2 separate regions of the Mus musculus genome follow, and region 1 is linked to region 2. A link is a contact called in public HiCAR-type data. All regions are on one chromosome and are shown on one strand. The core of a region is the stretch at or near the end of the contact, and the rest is flanking DNA. Distances in the headings are between cores, read along the strand shown.

Region 1 (3,222 bases), core at 182-2,681, 90 kb before region 2:
AAATATTAGGGTTTTATGAGGAAACAGAAGGGGAAAGCCTGCAAGGCCAAGTATGCTTCCAATCACTTGGGCGACTTCACCTGTGTGTTTGACAAAGTCCTGCCTCTGTGTTCAGCCCAGAACGCCCATTCCAGGCAGGAATCAGCATGACTTGGTACTCCTAAAACGTTTTACAGAGTGCAGCTTACAATCGTTTAGAGTGGATCTCAGGTTTGTAATCGTAACTAGAGACTAACAGGAGGGCATGGCATAAAGTGCTGCTCTGGTTATTTTGAACGCTGTCACGAGGTTCATGAAAATCTTGCAGCTCTCCTACTGTTTTCAAAGAATCCCAGGCCTCCCTGGCCTCCCCAGATTTCAGTGAATATCTCCTCTAAAAGATTAATTTTTCTAAACGTGACTATCTGATAGCTTCTATTCTCCATAGGATTCTGGGCCAGGAAGTTCTTTTCAAAGTGTTAATGTTCCTCCATAGCTGGTGGTCTAGTTGCCTGCTTGGGGGACGGCAACCTACAGACTCTCTTTTATGCTCTTTCTGTACTGAAACAAAGCTGCTGTCTTTATTTCTCACTCTGAACGCCTCTTTTCTCCCTCCCATGACATAGACAAATGGTAATGTTTACTCCAAGGCAGTGCATTAGTTGCTAATTAAGTTACTAGATGCTTCAGCCAAAACGTGTTGTAATCAGTCCAAGAAAAGAATGGCAGCTATATAAAAAATAAGTTGTTGAGGGTTTTGTATTGTTGTTTTGTTTTTGTTTTATTGTAAGAGAGTTGTCTACTAGAGAATACAGGGACCTTGCATACTGGGAGTTAGGAAGCCTTCAGTCTTGGCTTCCTCCTAAACTCAGTTGGTGGCTAAAGTCAGCATGCATCTGTCATTAGGCAGGCCCCGGTCAAAGCTGAATAAATATTACACCGCCAAACAAAGCATGAGAAAATAAAGCTGTTGAGAGTAGTTCACTTTTTCATACTTAAGCCCCCGTTCTTGGAGGAACAAATTAGTTTTTGGGACCCCACTGGGCGGGAAGTTTATGGTAGGATGGATGCAGAAACGCCCCCTGGAGGTCTGGAACCTCTCTTTGTCTGCCCCACCCCCACCCCCACCCCTTGATCCCCACAAATGAGAATAACTCAATTTTCACATCAAGGCTTAGGGGCAATTCTTCCTTTCCCCCAAGACCTTCCTCGCCCTCTCCCTATTAACTGACAAGTGAGTACAGTCTTCTAAGCGGCACCCAGCGGTGAAGACAAAAGTATCCTTAAATAAAATAGTGCAGAGTACCGCTTGCTTTCTCAACACAAGGAAGAATTCGCGTTCCCTTTCCTGTTTCTCACTTTCTCACGGTGCTCTTGACCAAAGTCCTCACCTAACCCGCCGCTTCCACAGGCCTCCTCCACCCTCACGAAACTTATTCTCTGGCCCGGAAGTTGACGTTAGGAAAGTCTGGAGAAGAGAATCGAAACAGAAACCGATCTGTGGGTGGAAGGCAATACTTAAAGCTCCCTGAGGGTGAACGTCCCAGCGGCCGCAGAGCGAGAGCGGTCCCGGGTCTGTGCCCACCAGTTGCAGCGCTGTCCTGGCTCGTCTGCCCCCTGCCGGGTGCCACCGATCGATCCGGTGCTCGGAGGCTACTTGGTACCTGCGGCTCTCAGGCAGTTCAGGCGGGGACACATTCACTGCCACCTGAGGATCGTCCTCCCGCCCGCCCCGCCCGCCCGGGAGACTCCTCTCCCATTTCCTGAGACCTCACGATGTCGATTGTCTGTTCTGCAGAGGACAGCTTCAGGAATCTCATCTTATTCTTCAGGCCCAGGCTGAAAATGTACATTCAGGTGGAGCCAGTGCTGGACCACCTCATCTTTCTGTCTGCAGAAACCAAAGAGCAGATTCTTAAAAAGATCAACACCTGTGGTAACACCAGCGCGGCAGAACTGCTGCTGAGCACCTTGGAGCAGGGACAATGGCCTCTGGGATGGACGCAGATGTTCGTGGAGGCCCTAGAGCACAGTGGCAATCCCCTAGCCGCGCGCTATGTCAAACCCACACTCACTGATCTGCCCTCTCCTTCCTCTGAGACTGCCCATGACGAGTGTCTCCACTTGCTGACCCTCCTCCAGCCCACTTTGGTGGACAAACTTCTGATTAACGATGTCTTGGACACTTGCTTCGAGAAGGGACTATTGACAGTCGAAGACAGAAATCGGGTAGGTGTCAATGTAGTCGGAGACAGGTTTCTGGAAGATTTTGGGAAGCAGGAAGCAGGGTTGCTTGTACATTTTTTCCCTAGAGGGCGGCTTTTGACTTCTGTCAGCGCAACCTCCCCATCTTGTATAATTGTTCAAAATAACCCACAGGGAGTCCATTTAACAGATGAGAAAAACAAGGTAAGTTAAACAATTCATTCTTGGTCTCCCAGGAAGAACAGAAGCGGCCTTGCCATCATTATGATTAATCAATTCCAGGTGATACTGAATTTTATGATTTAGTTTTACCTATTCCTCAGTATGTCAGCCAGTAAGCTATGGCCCACCCGCTGCATCTAGCCTTCTATTCGTATTTTAAGAACCAGAAACTAAGAATGTTCTTTAGCTGTCTGATTTTTCAATTGTAAGTGTTGATAAAGTTTTATTGGAACTCTCGTCCTTAGTGCTTATTATATACTTTTTTATAGTTGCCTTTTCACGGTTGGGTGTGGGTAATATGGCCTATAAGGCTAAAATATTTATTACCAGGTTCCCAATGTCCCCCTTCCATGTCTTAGAGTTTGTAGAGCTTAGTAAATAATAAATAAGTCAGATGAGGAATTAGTTCTTGTTTCTCTGTTTCTGATCAGAGTTTTCTTATTGTCTAGAGTTCAAGTTCAGACATAGTCCACTGACAAATGCCACCACTCTCAGTTTTTCACACTATTGAAGGAGCAGGTGACCCTTTTGGAGTATCATTTGTATGGGTCACTTTACCTGGGAACTTAACACAATGCTGGTCGTTTGTAAAGACTGAAACTTTACCATGTTCTGTGTAAACACTGAACTGTCTGCATCTAGCTTACCCAGTGTTCAAAGATGAAAGTCTTGTTTGGGGGCTGGAGAGATGTCTCTGTCCTCAATAGCAAGTGCTGCTCTTGAAGGGGGTGGGAAATCAGTTCCCAGTGACCCTGTCAGGTGTCACACAACTGGCTATGAATTCATGAGATCAGTGGAGATTTCAATACCTATGTC
Region 2 (3,499 bases), core at 646-3,145:
GTTGTTTTTGTTTTCTTTTAAACCAAAATAGCAATAAAAACCCATGGTCACATCAAATGCATGGATCATATGCACACCTATGGGAATACGGAATACACTAAAATAGCCTAGGCTGTTATTGTTCATTTAGCAACTTAGTTGTGATTGTGGGGCATGCATGAACGTTCCTTCAACGTGAATGAAGCATGAGCCTCATATTTTCAAGTGTAACCTAGTATGCCTGTCTGGGATCATCAGTGCCTTCTAGTCAGATCCTTTATTTTTATGTGAACAAGCTAGGGCTTAGGAGATTTACCAACGTATTATAGGAAACTAGTGGAAGAATACATGCCCATCCACTTATACTTACATGCCTCTGTGCACCCTTCCTTTCATATACATATCTATTCGATGAGTGCTTATAAATGTCTGTACAGGCTAGACACCAAAGATATGATGGCCAATGAAATAAGTTGGGGGTCTTCATATTTGTGACAATGATTTGGGTTGCATAGGAGTTATAGAGCCATTAATAAAAGTCACTCAAATACACTTATAATTAATTTCAAAGACAATTTCTCTAAAATAAAATAGCTAATGCTTTGTTATTGTGACAATGCAACCTGGCTTGAAGTCGAGGGTCATGGAGGGCTTTTCAGAAGTAAAAGAATAAAATTAACATTGAAACCTAAGTGGAAATCATAAGGCAAAGAAGAAGGGTAGAAAGTGGTACAGAAGTCCTCCAAAGAGACAGGGGTGTTGGGGTGGTTTAAAGGAGAAAAGTTCCCCATAGTTGCCTGCATTTGAACATATGTTCCCCAGTAGGTGGCGCTGTTTGAGGCAGTTTAGATTGTGCAGCCTTGCTGGAGGAAGTTTGTCACTGAGGGGGTGGGCTTTGAGAGTAAAGCTTCATGTACCTTCTAGTTTGCACTCTCTTCTTCATACTTTTATTTAAAAGTGTGAGATCTCAGCTACCTGGTCCTGTTGCCATCCTGTAACTTGTTGACATCCCTTCCTGCTACAATGGGCTCTTATCCCTTTGGAAAATCGTAAAACCAAGCAGTCTTCCTTAAATTGTCCTGTTCAGGCCAGTTTATCACAGCAACAGAAAAGTAACTAATGCTGATGTTTATGGGCTAGAACTAAAGTCCAGCTTGTTTAGGGTCAAGAAAGTAATCAGGGAGGAGCAGGAAAGACTGGTGAGAGAGGCTGCCCTAGACCTGCCAGAACCTGTAGTCCTTGTTTAGAATTTTATCTTTATAATGAGAGTCATGGCAAGCTATGCAAGACTGTTAGTAGAAGGATAATATTATGGTTCTCATCTTTAACAGTTTTATTTTCACCTGGGTGAATGCCAGACTCATAAATGCTATTTTGAGGTATTGGGCTTTCCTGTAACTTTGAGGTTCTAAGTGGTGGCCTGGAGAAGAAGGAGGTGGGAGGTAGGGAGGACAGAAGCAGGTCCATGAAGGGACATTGGGAGGGCATCACCTTATTATCCATCTGGCTTAACCTGGCTGCCTTAGGCCTCTCTAATGAGCTTCTGAGGAAGAAATAAAGCCATGCTTAAAAAAAAAAATGACAGCTTAGAAGGGTTCACATGTAGAAGAAATTTACATGTGTTTTGTAAGGTTAACCTTTCCATGAATTTACATAGAATTTTATGATACTTAATATGGTAGTTCTTGTTCCATTTCTTTTTGTAAAAGTGTGTATCGCAATGGACTAAGAAAGTTGTCTAAATTATCTACGGCCCTTCTTAAAAATTCAGAGGGTAAGAATTCTTGGTGATCTCATTCAACTGAGTGGGATTCTAAAATCCTTGAAAAGTGAATAGAAAGCCTAGCCAAGCTTTGCAAGAGAGGAAATGTGGCCAAGTACAGAGAAGGGTTTGGGAAGTTCTGAGCTGCGTCTGAGCCTGGCTGTTAGAGTCACTTACGTAAGGTCCGACGTCGTCGGAATTTTGCTTCCTGTCCTAAAAGTCCTTGATGGGTTTATTTTACTTCTGAAAGATAGTGTTCTAACAGTTCTACAATCTTCACCTTTCTCTACATAATCCTCCAATCCATTCTCCCCCTACCCCCATTTGCCCGTGACTGTCAGCAAACCAGCATCTATTCAGGCATTAAACAGGCACTTTGCAAAGGCAGGGAGGCTACCATTACCTGAGGGTGAACAGATGAAGAACAAGTTTAGAATTTAGTTGGGCGATTAACCTTGTTGCTAATTATATGTTTCTTCCTCCCCCTGAGTTTACAAACCTGAAGGAAACACAAAGAGAGCTCTTACCTTGAAGGATATTTTAAATGGAACATTCTCATATAAAACATATTTTCCCAACTGGATTTCAGGTAAATGGATCATTTCTTCTGTGAGTTTGTAAAATGTATATTCTTGTCTTGTCAGTGCTAAGGTTCTTTTATAATAGCTGGAGCTATTGTTCATCAGTTGAAATGAACAAAGAGATGGATTGTTAGGACTGTTCATGGAAACTTCTTATACCACCGTTCATTCTGGGCTTGCACAATTGTTAGGAAGCTCCCTTGAATCTTAGCAGGAAAGCAGAAGTTAGCAGTGCTGTGTGGGAATATTATCAGTGAATGACATTGCTCTTGGGAGTAAGTAAGAAGCAGGGCCTCACTTAGAGGAAATCAAGAGAATTTGACCCAGTTGGAGCATCCATCATTATTCTTAACACTCGAAGGACAAGACAGTTCCCTCTTAGCTAGAGAAAGGACTAAAGGAACTGAAGGGGTTTGCAGCCCCATAGGAGGTACAACAATATGAACCAACCAGTACCTCTAGAGCTCCCAGGAACTAAACCACCAACCAAAGAGTACACATGGCTGCCACATATGTAGCAGAGGATGGCCTTGTAAGACATCAATGGGAGGAGAGGCCCTTGGTCCCGTGAAGGCTCGATGCCCCAGTGTAGGGGAATGCCAGGACAGGGAAGAGAGAGTGGGTAAGTTGGTGAGCAGGGGGAAAGGGGGAGGGGATGGGGGGGGGTTGGAGGGGAAATGAGGAAAATGGATAACATTTAAAATGTAAATTTAAAAAAAATCTAAGAAAAAGAAAAAGAAAAAAAAAGACAGTTCCCTCCTGTCAAAAATACCTTTAAGGGTTACAGAAATGATATTCATAGTTCTTGTAATTAGAGCATGATCAAAGAAATGGTGAGGTTAAGTGGATGACATTATACTTGTATATATAAAGGGTCATTTACCAAGATAGAGTATTGCCATTTTTCTTTTTTAAAAAGAACATTTATGTGAAGTATTTGTTGTGCTAAATTAAAACAAAGGCCAAATGCATTTATATTTATTATTGTAAAAGAAACTCGCCATTTTAAACTAGCTTGTCCCCTTTGTAGTTCAGATAAAATACAGTGTTATCATGAGCACCTGAATCAGTTAGAACAGGGCTGCTCTGGCAAACGTGTCATCTTTATGAGCTACAGAAGGAGCACATTATCTTCCCTGCCATCATCAGCTTCTGTGTGCTGGACAGGGAGGAAGAC

Evidence for each region. HiCAR-type assays count read pairs that join an accessible place to other places.
Region 1: a contact with region 2 is called in a HiCAR-type map of fibro-adipogenic progenitors, with 2.4 times the contacts expected there. The contact joins the promoter of Ifih1 here to the enhancer-like site in region 2. A contact is called at or near these places in 1 of 39 promoter capture datasets (fetal liver), 8 of 484 Hi-C or Micro-C datasets (LSK cells, dorsal root ganglion neurons, erythroid progenitors and 5 more), 1 of 115 datasets of contacts at active chromatin or transcription factors (fibro-adipogenic progenitors) and 2 of 9 other capture datasets (adipose tissue and pancreatic islet).

The regions. Positions count from the first base shown.
Region 1 is chr2:62,644,464-62,647,685 of GRCm38.p6, reverse strand. Ifih1 (interferon induced with helicase C domain 1) reads left to right here and starts at 1,431. Exons shown (of 16, transcript NM_027835.3): 1 at 1,431-2,208. The coding sequence starts at 1,756.
Region 2 is chr2:62,554,932-62,558,430 of GRCm38.p6, reverse strand. Fap (fibroblast activation protein) reads left to right here. Exons shown (of 26, transcript NM_007986.3): 3 at 2,232-2,330. Among named protein-coding and RNA genes, the nearest start is that of Fap, 17 kb to the left of the region's middle. Within about 2 kb of position 1,895, at least 5 of the 459 cell types and tissues checked have an H3K27ac peak or open chromatin away from gene starts, as enhancers often do. A contact at or near this core is called in fibro-adipogenic progenitors, where this site is marked.